4 separate regions of the Mus musculus genome follow, and regions 1, 3 and 4 are each linked to region 2. A link is a contact called in public promoter capture Hi-C data. All regions are on one chromosome and are shown on one strand. Each heading gives the region's core, a stretch centred on a gene start, on an enhancer-like site or on the middle of the called end of the contact. The rest is flanking DNA. Distances are from core to core; before and after follow the strand shown.

Region 1 (2,700 bases), core at 172-2,671, 1.0 Mb before region 2:
AAAAAGGGGTTCTTCGCGACTTATCACCCATCTTCTGCCTCAAAACATCCCCACCCACCTACTCGCTCACTCCCTGGCCAAGACTTCAACAGCAGGCCCCAGCATGTGCTACCTGGTACATGCCAGGACGTAGACCCTCTGGTACCCGGGAGGACAAAGGTGCTGGCAGCATACCCACCACCTGAGCCTGGCAGCCACTCCCCTTCCCCTTCTCTCTTATATCTGGAAGGCAGAGGGCTGTGGTCCCCTCTTCAGGAGGCGTTGGGTACAATCTCATTCACCCGACTACTGCAGACCGGGAGGAGGTTCAGGGTCAGGGAGTGGTACTCGGTAGAGAGCAGAGCCCCAAGCCCCTCTGAGCAACCGGCCGCCAGACTTCCGATCAGGGGACCAAGGCGGGTGGCAGCACAAAGCTCCAAGGGCAGCCAGCCCCTCTGACCTCTCTTCCCCACTTCCCGGGCATCCTTGCTTTTTCTGAGCAACACAACGACAAGCTTTGGGACAGTCCGCACCAGGCGGTCAAGACGGCCGGGAGGGACAAAGCGCGCCCCCTCCCCCTCAATAGGGCCTTTGCCTACTCCGGATTCGCGTCTGAATCTTCTCCCCACCGCACCCTCCAACGCAGGCCCGGGCGGCTCATGAATGAACTGCTCTGTGTGGGGCGCAGGAGAGGACATGCTCCCCGGGCCGGCCGCCCTCTCCAGCCCGCAGATCAGTCCCCACCAGGGTTGGGGCAGCTACTCGTCTGGTGCTAACACCTCGAGCCCTGCCCTTTGCCCAAGCATGAACCCCTTGCTTGAGGCCGGCTTCGTCCCCAGCAACAAGAAAAAGAATTAAAAAAAAAAAAAAAGAGAGAGACCGAGGGCATTGGACTTGGCGACCCTAGAATGCAAAACTCGGGGGCGGAGGCGGGTGGTTCCCTTCAGCGGCGCCGGCGGCTGGGGAGCAGCTGGGACCGGAGGAGGGCCGCGCAGGGGCCGCACACCTGGACGGAGCAGGTGGAACTAGAGTGGCACTCGAGGGCCGGGACGCAGGGGTCCCACGCCTTGGAATATTCCTGAGGGGCGGGGGTAGAGGACGGCGCACATCTGGAGCCCCGACAGGGGTGGGAGGACTCACATCTGGCAGGGACGGTGCGGGTTTGGGGACAAAGCGTGCCTCCGTTGGGTCCCGTGGGGCCCGGGCACCTCTGGGTCCCGCAGGAGGTGGAAGGGAGGGGACGCGCAGCTGAGTCCGGGTGCTTTTTTTTTCCTTCCTTGGGGTGGTGGTGAGATCCTATGAGCCAAGTAAGGGGTGCTGGGGAGGGGTCCGCGTACTCACCCCTAGGCGCAGACTCGGCTCCGACTCGGGAGCCCCGGCTCCGGGCGGGGCGGGGCTGGGGAGGGGGAGGGGGAGTCGCCGGGCGGCTAGAGCTCTGGGCTCCTGCGGCGGCCGCGGCAGCGCGTGGGGGAGGGGGAGCAGAAGGAGGGAGGGAGGGCCGGGGAGGGGCTCCCGCAGGACCCGCCCCCACGCCGCACACGTAGAAAGTGCGCGCGCACTCACGGAGAACCCCTGGCGCGCAGGCGCAGCGTGCGGGGCGGGGCCTTGCCAAGCGGGGGTCCGTGGCGGGAGATTCCCAGGCTGTTAACGCGGTACGGTGGGGGCTCAGGGGAACACCTCGCACCCCTCGCGCTGCTTTTCCCGGTTTCTTCTCTGCAATAAGGGAGGCGCTGTCGGGGAGGGGTGAGGACAGGCCTTACTGGAAACCCAGTGTCAAGTGAGAAGGGTGCTCACTCTTCGCGAGGCCTCAGATCTGGACCCTCTCGCTGCCTTTTTGCCAAAGGCTTCGGGGTCCGCGCCTCCCACGCGCCCCCGATGCGCCCACCTGCTTATCCAGTTCGGGATGTAGAGCCTCGGGGAATGGGGGCTGAGATCTTGCCTGGGTTAAGTGGCTAGGCCGGTTGCTTTGACGCGTCTCCCGCAGTTTTATCTGCTTCTCTCTCTTGCTGGGCCTGGAGATGAGTTTGCTAGAAACTTCTGTGGTGTAAAGAGGGAGTCTTTGCTTTTGCTTCTGTCAGGCTGAATGACTCCTTTTGCACCGGGGATTCCCTGTATTCTCAGTTCACCAAAGACCTCTCCTAGTGGGGGGGTGGGGTTAAGACTTGAGAGTTGGAGAGGTGGAACGCCCCTTTTCTGTATGTCACCACACATCTCGAATACAAAGACACGACAGATACCACCTGTTAAATTTCGAGGTCTTAAAGGGGACAGAAGAAATACTGCTTCCCGCTGTACGCAGTAAGTGAGCTTTACACGCTGAGACTTAGATGAGGAACTGTGTAGCGGTCACAAGAGGCGAGACGGGATCACCTTGGATTACTTGGGAAATGGTGGCACCCAGGGAGGGTCTTGCATCACGACTGGACACTACCATCCTGGTCACTGTGTTTGCTGTATGTGGCTATTCAGCTGCTCGTTTTGTAGCTGGGGGTTTGCAGCTCTAAGATTTGGTCTGTTGAAGTGTCTTTCAGACACTCCCATGAGTGGCTTGGAAATCAGTTTAGTAGATCATGGCCATCGTGTGTGTGTGTGTGTGTGTGTGTGTGTGTGTGTGTGTGTTGCGCCTACAGTAGGTATTCTGTCTTGGGACACAAGGGCATGGGGGTGTATTAGGTGTCTTCTACTGTTTCTGTGTGTTGTAGAAAAGTTTGGGAAAGTATT
Region 2 (2,700 bases), core at 136-2,635:
CCAGCCTCCCCAGCTGAGTCTGCTTCTCAGAAGAACCACAGATCAAGCAAGAGCAGCAAACAAAGGGAAAGGCAGGGACAGGTCAGGGTGGTTTGGAGGCAAAAGATGGCAAAAGACGGTAACATCAAGAAATGGCCTGTGGGGTTGGGAGTGTAGCCCAATGGTACTGCACATGCTTAGCATGTGCAAGACCCTGGGTCTGATCTCTGCCACTGCAAATAATAAAGAAACCGAGTGTACTGGACGGCAGAATGAGAAGAAAACTAAACAGAACAGGCCAGAAGAAAGGGAGAAATCCTGTCCTGGTGCAAAAAAAGGAAATGCAAAGGTTATCCTAAGGAATACAGGGAGGAGCCTCTAACAGATTAGAAACCGAGTCCCGTCTAGGGTGAACATGGAAGCCAGCTGATGCCAGTTAGGCACTTGCACAGAAGAGCCCTCCAAGTTGGGAGACCTGATATTGCAGCTGGGCCTCCAGCAGGATGTGTGACCTTGGACAAGTCCCTTCCCCTGACCCGGCCTCAGTCTCCTCATCTGTACCACTAGCATGCTAGTCTGCATGTGCTCCAAAGCTCCCTTCCAGCACAGACGTTCTGGGGTTCCATCAACAGAAGAAGGGCTCGGTCCTGGCTTACAAGTTTGTGTGTAAAGGAAGACTCGAGGGAGGGGCCTAGGCCAGATTTGGGCGGAGGAGAGAGAAAGCAGAGCGGTTCTAGGTCAGGGGCTTGTCGTGGGGGGGCGGGGGGGGGGAAGGAGGGACTGTACAGAACTGTGGAGAGGCCGTCTTTTAAGCTGGTGAGGAGAAGAGGGAAGGGGCTGCTCAGGGCGGGGGTGGGGGAAGTACTGGAGGGAAATGCGGTCTTAAATGAGCACTGTCCCAAACCGTGGGGGATCGGGGACAGATAAAGGCGGGGAGAAAAAGCAAGGGAGTGAGCCGGGAGTGGAGCAGATCTGGAGGGGGCCGGGGATAGGAGCAAAGAGGAAGGGAAGAGGGATAGGTGGGGGGAAATCTGTCCGGGCAAAGACGGAGAGCTGTCCCAGCTGCTGCACGGACTGGGGGTGCTGGCAGTCGCGCGGCCCTGGGGCTGGCCGCGGGAGTGCTGCGGGGGGCCGGACCAGAGGGTCAGTCTGAGGCTGTCCCGGGCCTGCCTCGGGCCCCTCCCAGAGCTGCGCGCAGGCCCGGCGGCGGAGGCGCAAGGGGAAAGGCCACGCTCACCTTATCCTTCTTCAGTTTATAGGACATCTCGGCCGGTCCACACCCGGCCCGGCTCCTGCGGCCCCGCTCCGGCTCTGCTCGGCCACACTCGGCCCGCTCGGCGTCTCTTCGCCACCGCCTGCGCGCTGCGCCCGGGCCGAGCCGTGGCTGCGCTTCCAATTGGCCCGAACTCTTACAAACCTGCCTGAGAACCAGGAGCCGCCTCCTCGGATTGGTCATTGGAGCCAAGCAGCTTCCCTTTTTTCTCATTGGAAAGAAAGAGTACAAACCGCCAGGGTTCGGCTCCCAGAATTGGCTGGAGTGGAAGGTCCCGCCCTGAAAAGGGTCGGGCTTCGTGGAGGAGGCGGAGCCATGGGGAAACCCGAGCTTGGCTAGCAGATCTGTTCTCCGGCGTCGCCTTGTGCGTCGTCCTCTGCTATTCTTCAGTCCTTTGAGCTCTGCTCCTTCCCTCCAGAAGTGGCTCTCATGTTCTCCCCTGCTCTTCTACCTGCCCTGCTTCGTACGGACTGGAGGAAAAAGGCCCTAACACGAAAAGGGCACCTTTCTTCACAGGAATTTAAAGTAGCTCAAATTGCACACGTGAAATGATAGAGAAGACTCCCAAGGGTACTCCCGGGCATTCATCAAGTCTGTCCTAGATCACAGTTGCAGAGGAGCAGAGGGGAAAGCCTATCAGCGGTGGAACCGGGCTGAAATAAAATAAGAAACCCTGGTTTGCTGCAGCTTCAAGACGTGGGTCCCTGTAGCTGCTGGAAGGGTGCTGGAATCGGTAAAACAGCTGCGTTTGGAGCCACTGAGAATGAAGTGAAAAAGCAGCCTCATCGTTCCCTACCTGAGCCCTGAGCCGCCGCCGCACCCAAGCTAGTGTTCAAGTGGGTAAGACTGGGTTCTTGCCCTCAGGTAGTTCCCACTCTAATGAGGTTCACAGACTCGTATTAAGAGACGATTAAAATACAATCACATAAATTACACAAACCTCAGAATGACATGGAGGAATATATTTTAGTTATCCTAGTAGCCAATAGATTACATTAAAGAACTGGAGGAGGTCCATCAAAAATAAATCTGCGAGCTGGGTGTGATGGGTTTGCCCCTGTAACCCCACCTCTTGGAAGATAGAGGCAGGATGATCAGGCGTTACAGACCAGCCTTAACTATAGCCAGTTGCAGACCAGTTTGGACTACAATAAGAACCTCTTAAAAGAAAGAAAAAAAAAAGACAAAAAAAAAAAAAAAAAAAAACCTACCCGCCACCACAAACAACAACAACAAAGAAACAACTCTCAGAACTAAAAAGTTACAAATAAGCCTGTGGCCGTTTGTTCCCCAGGAAAGAGGTCTTGGATTCCCCCAGGAGCATGATAACCAAACAATAGTCAATCATCCTTACACAAAGAGCAGTAGCCCCAATATTGGGAAAGATGGGGGCTGGGAAGATGGTGCTCTTCCAAAAGACCTGAATTCAGTTCCCAGCACCCACATTA
Region 3 (2,700 bases), core at 124-2,623, 1.2 Mb before region 2:
AAAGAGGCAGAACAACACCTTTAACCTACATGGAAAAGAGAAGGCAGAGGATCACGGGATAGATATACAGGCTTGTCAGAATTCACTATTGCTATAGAAACTCAAGTCCAAAATAGACTATGTATTCCCCGAAAAGAAGCTGTGCTTCAAAAGTTCAAAAGACCCAAATAACACACAAAGACTGGTGGCCAAAAGAGCCCCCTGGGTGGCCAAGGCTGTCCTTCTGACCACAAAGACCTCAGTTCTGTAACCTCTAGTGCAGTGGCTCTCAACCTTCCTAATGCTTCAACCCTTTAAAACAGTTCCTCATGTTGTGATGGCCCCTAACCATAGAATTATTTCATTGCTACTTCATAACTGTAATTTTGCTATTGTTACAAATCGTAATGTAAATGAATGATATGCAACCCTATGTGGTTGCAACCCACAGGGTGAGAACCACTGCTCTGTTGGGTCTTAAACTTGGCAAATCCCTTTCTCTTCCTAGATCTGCTAACTTTCCCAGACTAAAGGTCAAGCAAGGTCATCATGAGAAGTCCTTGAGCTGTCTAGCTGCACCCACAAGGTCTGTTACCATAGAAAGGAAGTCAAGGGGACTGGGCCTGCCAGGACAGGTATCTCTTTTCTCTCAGCAAAATTCAAAGCCTCAGGGCCCTGGGAGGCTCATGGAAAGCCATCGCCACAGCTCTCAGCCAACAGCTTTGTCCTGACCTGTCGACCTGGATTCTCTCATCCCCAAGCAAATTAAAAGACCAAATGTCATTAAGCAATTAATAATGGAGCAGATGCAGTCTGGCTTCTGTGTCTCCACCAGACTCCTGCTCCAAAGAACCTGCTTCAGTCCCTAAGGACAAAGTGGCTCTGCAAACCGAGGGCAGAAGAGGACCTGGCAAGGTCTTAGAGCAGTGCCTGGCACTTACGCAGGGTTCTTGACCACCTCTTGAATACTCACGATCCCTTGGCACTCTTCAGCCTGGATCAGCACAAACCACACGGTCCACGCACCGAATTGCACCCACACCTGTTCCTTTGCAACTCCACAAAATCAATAGCACAACAACCATTACTGCCAGAATACAGATTTTGGAAGCAGAGGCATTGTGTTAATATTGCTACTAACGTTCAAAATACAGCCTAGCATGTAATGATCTTTTTATAATTATCTGTTCAATCCTGGATGAATTAAGGGCCTACTCTATGCAAAGTTACGGTATGCTGAGCCGCTCGCCAGGGGAAGAAGTCCCCTTCTTGGGGAAACACTTTCACTAGAAGCTGAGACTTGCCCCCCCCCCAAGTCTTCCACCCGCCAGGGGCCGCTGTAGGAAACACTAGGCGTCCTTTCGAACGTCACTCTTTGACCCCGCGAAGCCGTTGCCCGGAGCTAAGATGGCGGTGGCGTTGGCTGCCGCAGCCGGTAAGCTGCGGCGAGCCATTGGGAGGTCGTGCCCATGGCAGCCTTTCTCAACCGAGCCCGGTCCACCCCACGGAGCGGCCGTGCGGGACGCCTTCCTGAGCTTCTTCCGAGATCGCCACGGCCACCGGCTCGTGCCCTCCGCTACCGTGAGGCCGCGCGGCGACCCCAGCCTGCTTTTCGTCAATGCAGGCATGAACCAGGTAGGGGCGGGGCCACACCGATCGGGGGCGGAGCTCGGGAGTCAGCCTGAGAAAAGCGCTTCAGGATTGGACCAAAAAAGTGAGGGGCGGAACTCTGAGTGGAAGAGAGGCTGGGTAAAATGGGGTGGGGGCCTGGTTAGGTCTTGGGGAATTAGCTTGGAAACTTGTGGGGAGAAATTAAGTTTATTATCTCTGGATAGCAGCTGTGAAGTCCTGAGGGGCAGGCTCTGAGTGGAAGACTATTTAAATAAATAAAATTCATCCATTGAGTAGACATTTATTGCACTCCTGCTAGGTGCTTGGTAATATTCTTGAAGCTTTGATTCTGTCCAACCACTTCCCTTATCTGTAAATTTTACTACTTTTTACTAGGCAGAGTCTCTTGTTTAAGTTCATTTACCTCTTCTCTACCCTTCCTGACTTTTATGTGCTTCTAGTTCAAGCCCATCTTCCTGGGCACAGTGGATCCACGAAGTGAGATGGCAGGCTTCCGACGTGTAGTTAATAGCCAGAAGTGTGTCAGGGCTGGAGGACGCCATAACGACCTGGAGGATGTGGGGCGTGATCTCTCTCATCATACGTTTTTCGAGATGCTTGGCAACTGGGCTTTCGGGGGTGAATATTTTAAGGTGAGTTTCCAGGGAGCTCTAGAGTTAAAGTCTTTGAACCCTGAGTGCTGGATGTTGTGACCAAGAGCTAAACACAGTGTGTTATAGGGGAGACAGAAAGATGACTGGGTTGGTAAAGTGCTTGTGGATTCCCCAGAACTCGAATTTAAAGTGCGGGCTAACGGTGTGTGCCTATGATGCTGGAATGGCCAGATGGGAGATGGAAACAGATCCCTGAAGAAGTTCACAGACAAGCTAGTCTGGCCAACATCAAAGTCCCAAGCTAATGAGAGACCCTGTTTTAAACAAAAATTAGCTCCTAAGTACAGTCACCCATAGTTGTCCTTTGACTTTCACAAGCACATGTCCACATGTTACAGGTGTGTACACCACACATACACGGGCACGGGCACACACATACACACACGACATCCAATAGGAAAGAATATGCCTCACTTCGCTGATTGAAGGAAGGGGT
Region 4 (2,700 bases), core at 188-2,687, 1.1 Mb before region 2:
CCAGAGGGAGGCTAACTCTTCCATCATAAAACTGGCTTAGGCTTGGACAAGTATACACATACATATACACACACACACACACACACACACACACACACACACACACACACATCACTTCTCCCCTTGCAGAAATTCCCACCTCTCGGGTTCCACCCACATCCAAACATTCCATTTGCTGCTTAGGGGCTTTCTTTACTTTTGTCCCAGTAGAGATCTGATAGCAGTTCAGGGCCTCTGGTATCATTTCAGCCATGCCTTGACCTGCCGAGATGGAGAGGCCCTGAAAGCTATCGCCCATCTGAGGCCTTCCTGCGTCCTAAGGGTCCTCTCACATAGCTCAGTTTCTCAGCCTAGTTTCTGCTACATCGGAATCTTCTCTTGAAATCTGAGGATGCCCCTCTTCCAGCTGCCCCGTTTCTACTAAACAGTTAGGGCGATTGAGGTTTAAAGAGGCTCCATCACTTGAGAAAGCCCGCAGAGCTGGTGAATGGGGGTGACAGCATCAATACTCAATGTACCGATCATTCTAGATTCCTTCTCAAGTGGGGAAGGCAAAATTAACAAGGCTCCTCAGCTATTCGTGTAGGCTTCCAGGAAGGCAACAGTGCTCCAATTAAAGGGTTAAAACAAGTGGGAGATTCAGGCCATTCTTTCACATAACATTAGTTTCAGAGTCATGACAACTCACAACCATTCCACCACGCATATATTATTGTATGCAAAGGTCACACAAGCAGGACAAGAGGAACAGGACGGAAGGAGGGTTAATGGAGAAGAGGGGGTTGGCTCAGGCTTGGCAAGAGGACCCGAATGGGGTATAAGGTGCAGGGGTGGAGAGAGCCTTCATCCAAAGGAAGCCTGGGTGTGCGCGTCAGTCCTTTATCTTGTCACACGTTCACTCTCCGCGTAGAGTAAATGAGGACTCGCCCAGGAAAGGGAGGCCAGGAACAGGAGTTTAGTCTGTAAATGGCCAGCTAGCTCCCTTCACGTCCATTTGTATTCCCGCATTCCCCATCCTCCTGCCTCGGGGCAGAAGGCAACACAACCCCTCCCTCTAGTTCACACAGGACTGTAGCATTGAACTACCCACACGCCGATCCTCTGCGGAAGTCAACACAGCGACAGTCGCTTCCAGGCCCAGAAGCCAGGCTGTCTTGGGCCCAGCTCCGCCCTGGTCCCCACAAAAGGAGAGTCCCCCTACCCAGAGCCAGGCCCATGCGCGCCACGTGCTGGCGCTGCTCTGCACGCGCCGCGTGGGGGCCGCACCCCAAAGTCCCTGTCGCGGCCTCGGAGCTGGCAGACCGGGCCTCCTTTTCCCTCCTGGCAAGCCGGACACTCCACTCTCTACCCCGGAGTCCCCAACATGTCCCACCCAAGCCCTACGAGCACCTGCTGGAGAAGGACACCTCCGGCGACGAAATCTGCGCGCTTGGCCAGCGCTTCCCGCGCCCGCCCGAGCGCTTTCAAACCCGCCCTCTGCTGGGTCCGCCCCGGGCCCGTGGGAGCCACCTCCTCCCGGCGACAGCCCCGCCCCCAGGCTCCTCGCCGCCCCCTCAACAGTTCACCGGCTCCCAGTCAGAGACCCTACGCCTAGGGCCGCCAGGGCTGCTGGCTTCGATGGCGGAGCACGTCTTTGGACCCTTCCCAACTGTCACCCGGACACGCGAGCCTGGGAGGGGGGCACGGGCCCCCCACTGCGTACCCCTAATTTCCGCGCTGGCCCTGCGCTCCTAACTCCTACACATTCCACGGCGGGACTCTTGCACAGACAGGCCCTCTGCTCACCCAGGTCCAGACGCCCCCACAAGCCACGCTCCACCTCAGGTGTTCCGTTATCCCTCTCCGAACCCCGCCCACGCCATTATTCACACTCCACCGTTTTACTGCTAGCAACCCCCTCACACACACACACACACACACACCCTTCTAATACATCCTTTTTCCTTTCCACTCCTCCTTTTCCCTTCAAGAAGACTTTCTGGGATACCTCAGATTTGAGCGTTCTGGAACCCAGACGCTGGAGGTGTTTTGTTTTCTCTCTCCTGCCCTCAGACTCGCCGCACACCACACAAACAGCATCTCTCCCCCCCCCATCCCCATGTTGCCTTGAAGGCTCCTTTATGAAGGCATAAGAGGACAGCCCTGAGGCCTCTAAGAAAACTGAAACACAGCTGGAGACCGGAGAAAGGGGAGCCAGGAAGAAAGGCCTCACATCCTGCACATCTTTGTCCTAGCCAGCATTTCACTGTCCCATGTCCCATCCCAAGATAACCCTCGGGGCTAGAAGCCTTGCTGAGCCTCTTACCATTCATACCCCTCCCCTTCCTTCCTTCCCCCCCCCCCCCCCGCTGGGGTACAAAGGAGGAGGGACCCCCTACAGTAGCACTCCCTACTGATGTATCCCAGAAGTTGGGGAGGGTCCTGAGGCAAGAACATCCCATCCAGATTGCCTGTCTCACCCCACCTCCCTAAGGAACCTGTGCTCCAGAGAAACCATTGGAGCTAATTAACAATTACCAGTGCTAACATCGTAGGGAAAAGACGCACTCAGTCTCCCCAGAGGACGACTGAGCCCTTAGGAGGTAGCTGACTCTGTAGGACAGTGGGTTCTCTCAAGCTGCTCTGGTGGGGGCGTATACAGCCTTCCTGCTCCCACAGAGATGACACATCTCCCCACTAGCACTAAGCAAACAGAGGGCA

Evidence for each region. Promoter capture Hi-C pulls out the DNA fragments that hold promoters and counts their contacts.
Region 1: a contact with region 2 is called in a promoter capture Hi-C map of pre-B cells, with 4 times the contacts expected there. The contact joins the promoter of Tmem63b here to the promoter of Ppp2r5d in region 2. A contact is called at or near these places in 2 of 39 promoter capture datasets (liver and pre-B cells), 3 of 484 Hi-C or Micro-C datasets (B cells and CD8 T cells), 5 of 115 datasets of contacts at active chromatin or transcription factors (embryonic stem cells, large pre-B cells, pancreatic cancer cells and 2 more) and 1 of 9 other capture datasets (adipose tissue).
Region 3: a promoter capture Hi-C map of hippocampal neurons shows a contact between it and region 2, with 2.8 times the contacts expected there. The contact joins the promoter of Aars2 here to the promoter of Ppp2r5d in region 2. A contact is called at or near these places in 3 of 39 promoter capture datasets (hippocampal neurons, liver and pre-B cells).
Region 4: a contact with region 2 is called in a promoter capture Hi-C map of the SN4741 cell line, with 2.4 times the contacts expected there. The contact joins the promoter of Slc29a1 here to the promoter of Ppp2r5d in region 2. A contact is called at or near these places in 4 of 39 promoter capture datasets (the C10 cell line, the SN4741 cell line, liver and 1 more).

Annotation. Positions count from the first base shown.
Region 1 is chr17:45,684,797-45,687,496 of GRCm38.p6, forward strand. Tmem63b (transmembrane protein 63b) reads right to left here and starts at 1,422. Exons shown (of 24, transcript NM_198167.3): 1 at 1,321-1,422. Mrpl14 (mitochondrial ribosomal protein L14) reads left to right here and starts at 1,553. Exons shown (of 3, transcript NM_026732.3): 1 at 1,553-1,631.
Region 2 is chr17:46,703,617-46,706,316 of GRCm38.p6, forward strand. It overlaps Ppp2r5d (protein phosphatase 2, regulatory subunit B', delta), which reads right to left and starts at 1,386. Exons shown (of 15, transcript NM_009358.3): 1 at 1,217-1,386. The coding sequence starts at 1,243. Gm52314 (a long non-coding RNA gene) reads left to right here and starts at 2,009. Exons shown (of 2, transcript XR_003952400.1): 1 at 2,009-2,092.
Region 3 is chr17:45,505,468-45,508,167 of GRCm38.p6, forward strand. It overlaps Aars2 (alanyl-tRNA synthetase 2, mitochondrial), which reads left to right and starts at 1,374. Exons shown (of 22, transcript NM_198608.2): 1 at 1,374-1,614; 2 at 2,052-2,243. The coding sequence starts at 1,387.
Region 4 is chr17:45,594,093-45,596,792 of GRCm38.p6, forward strand. Slc29a1 (solute carrier family 29 (nucleoside transporters), member 1) reads right to left here and starts at 1,438. Exons shown (of 14, transcript NM_001357771.2): 1 at 1,390-1,438.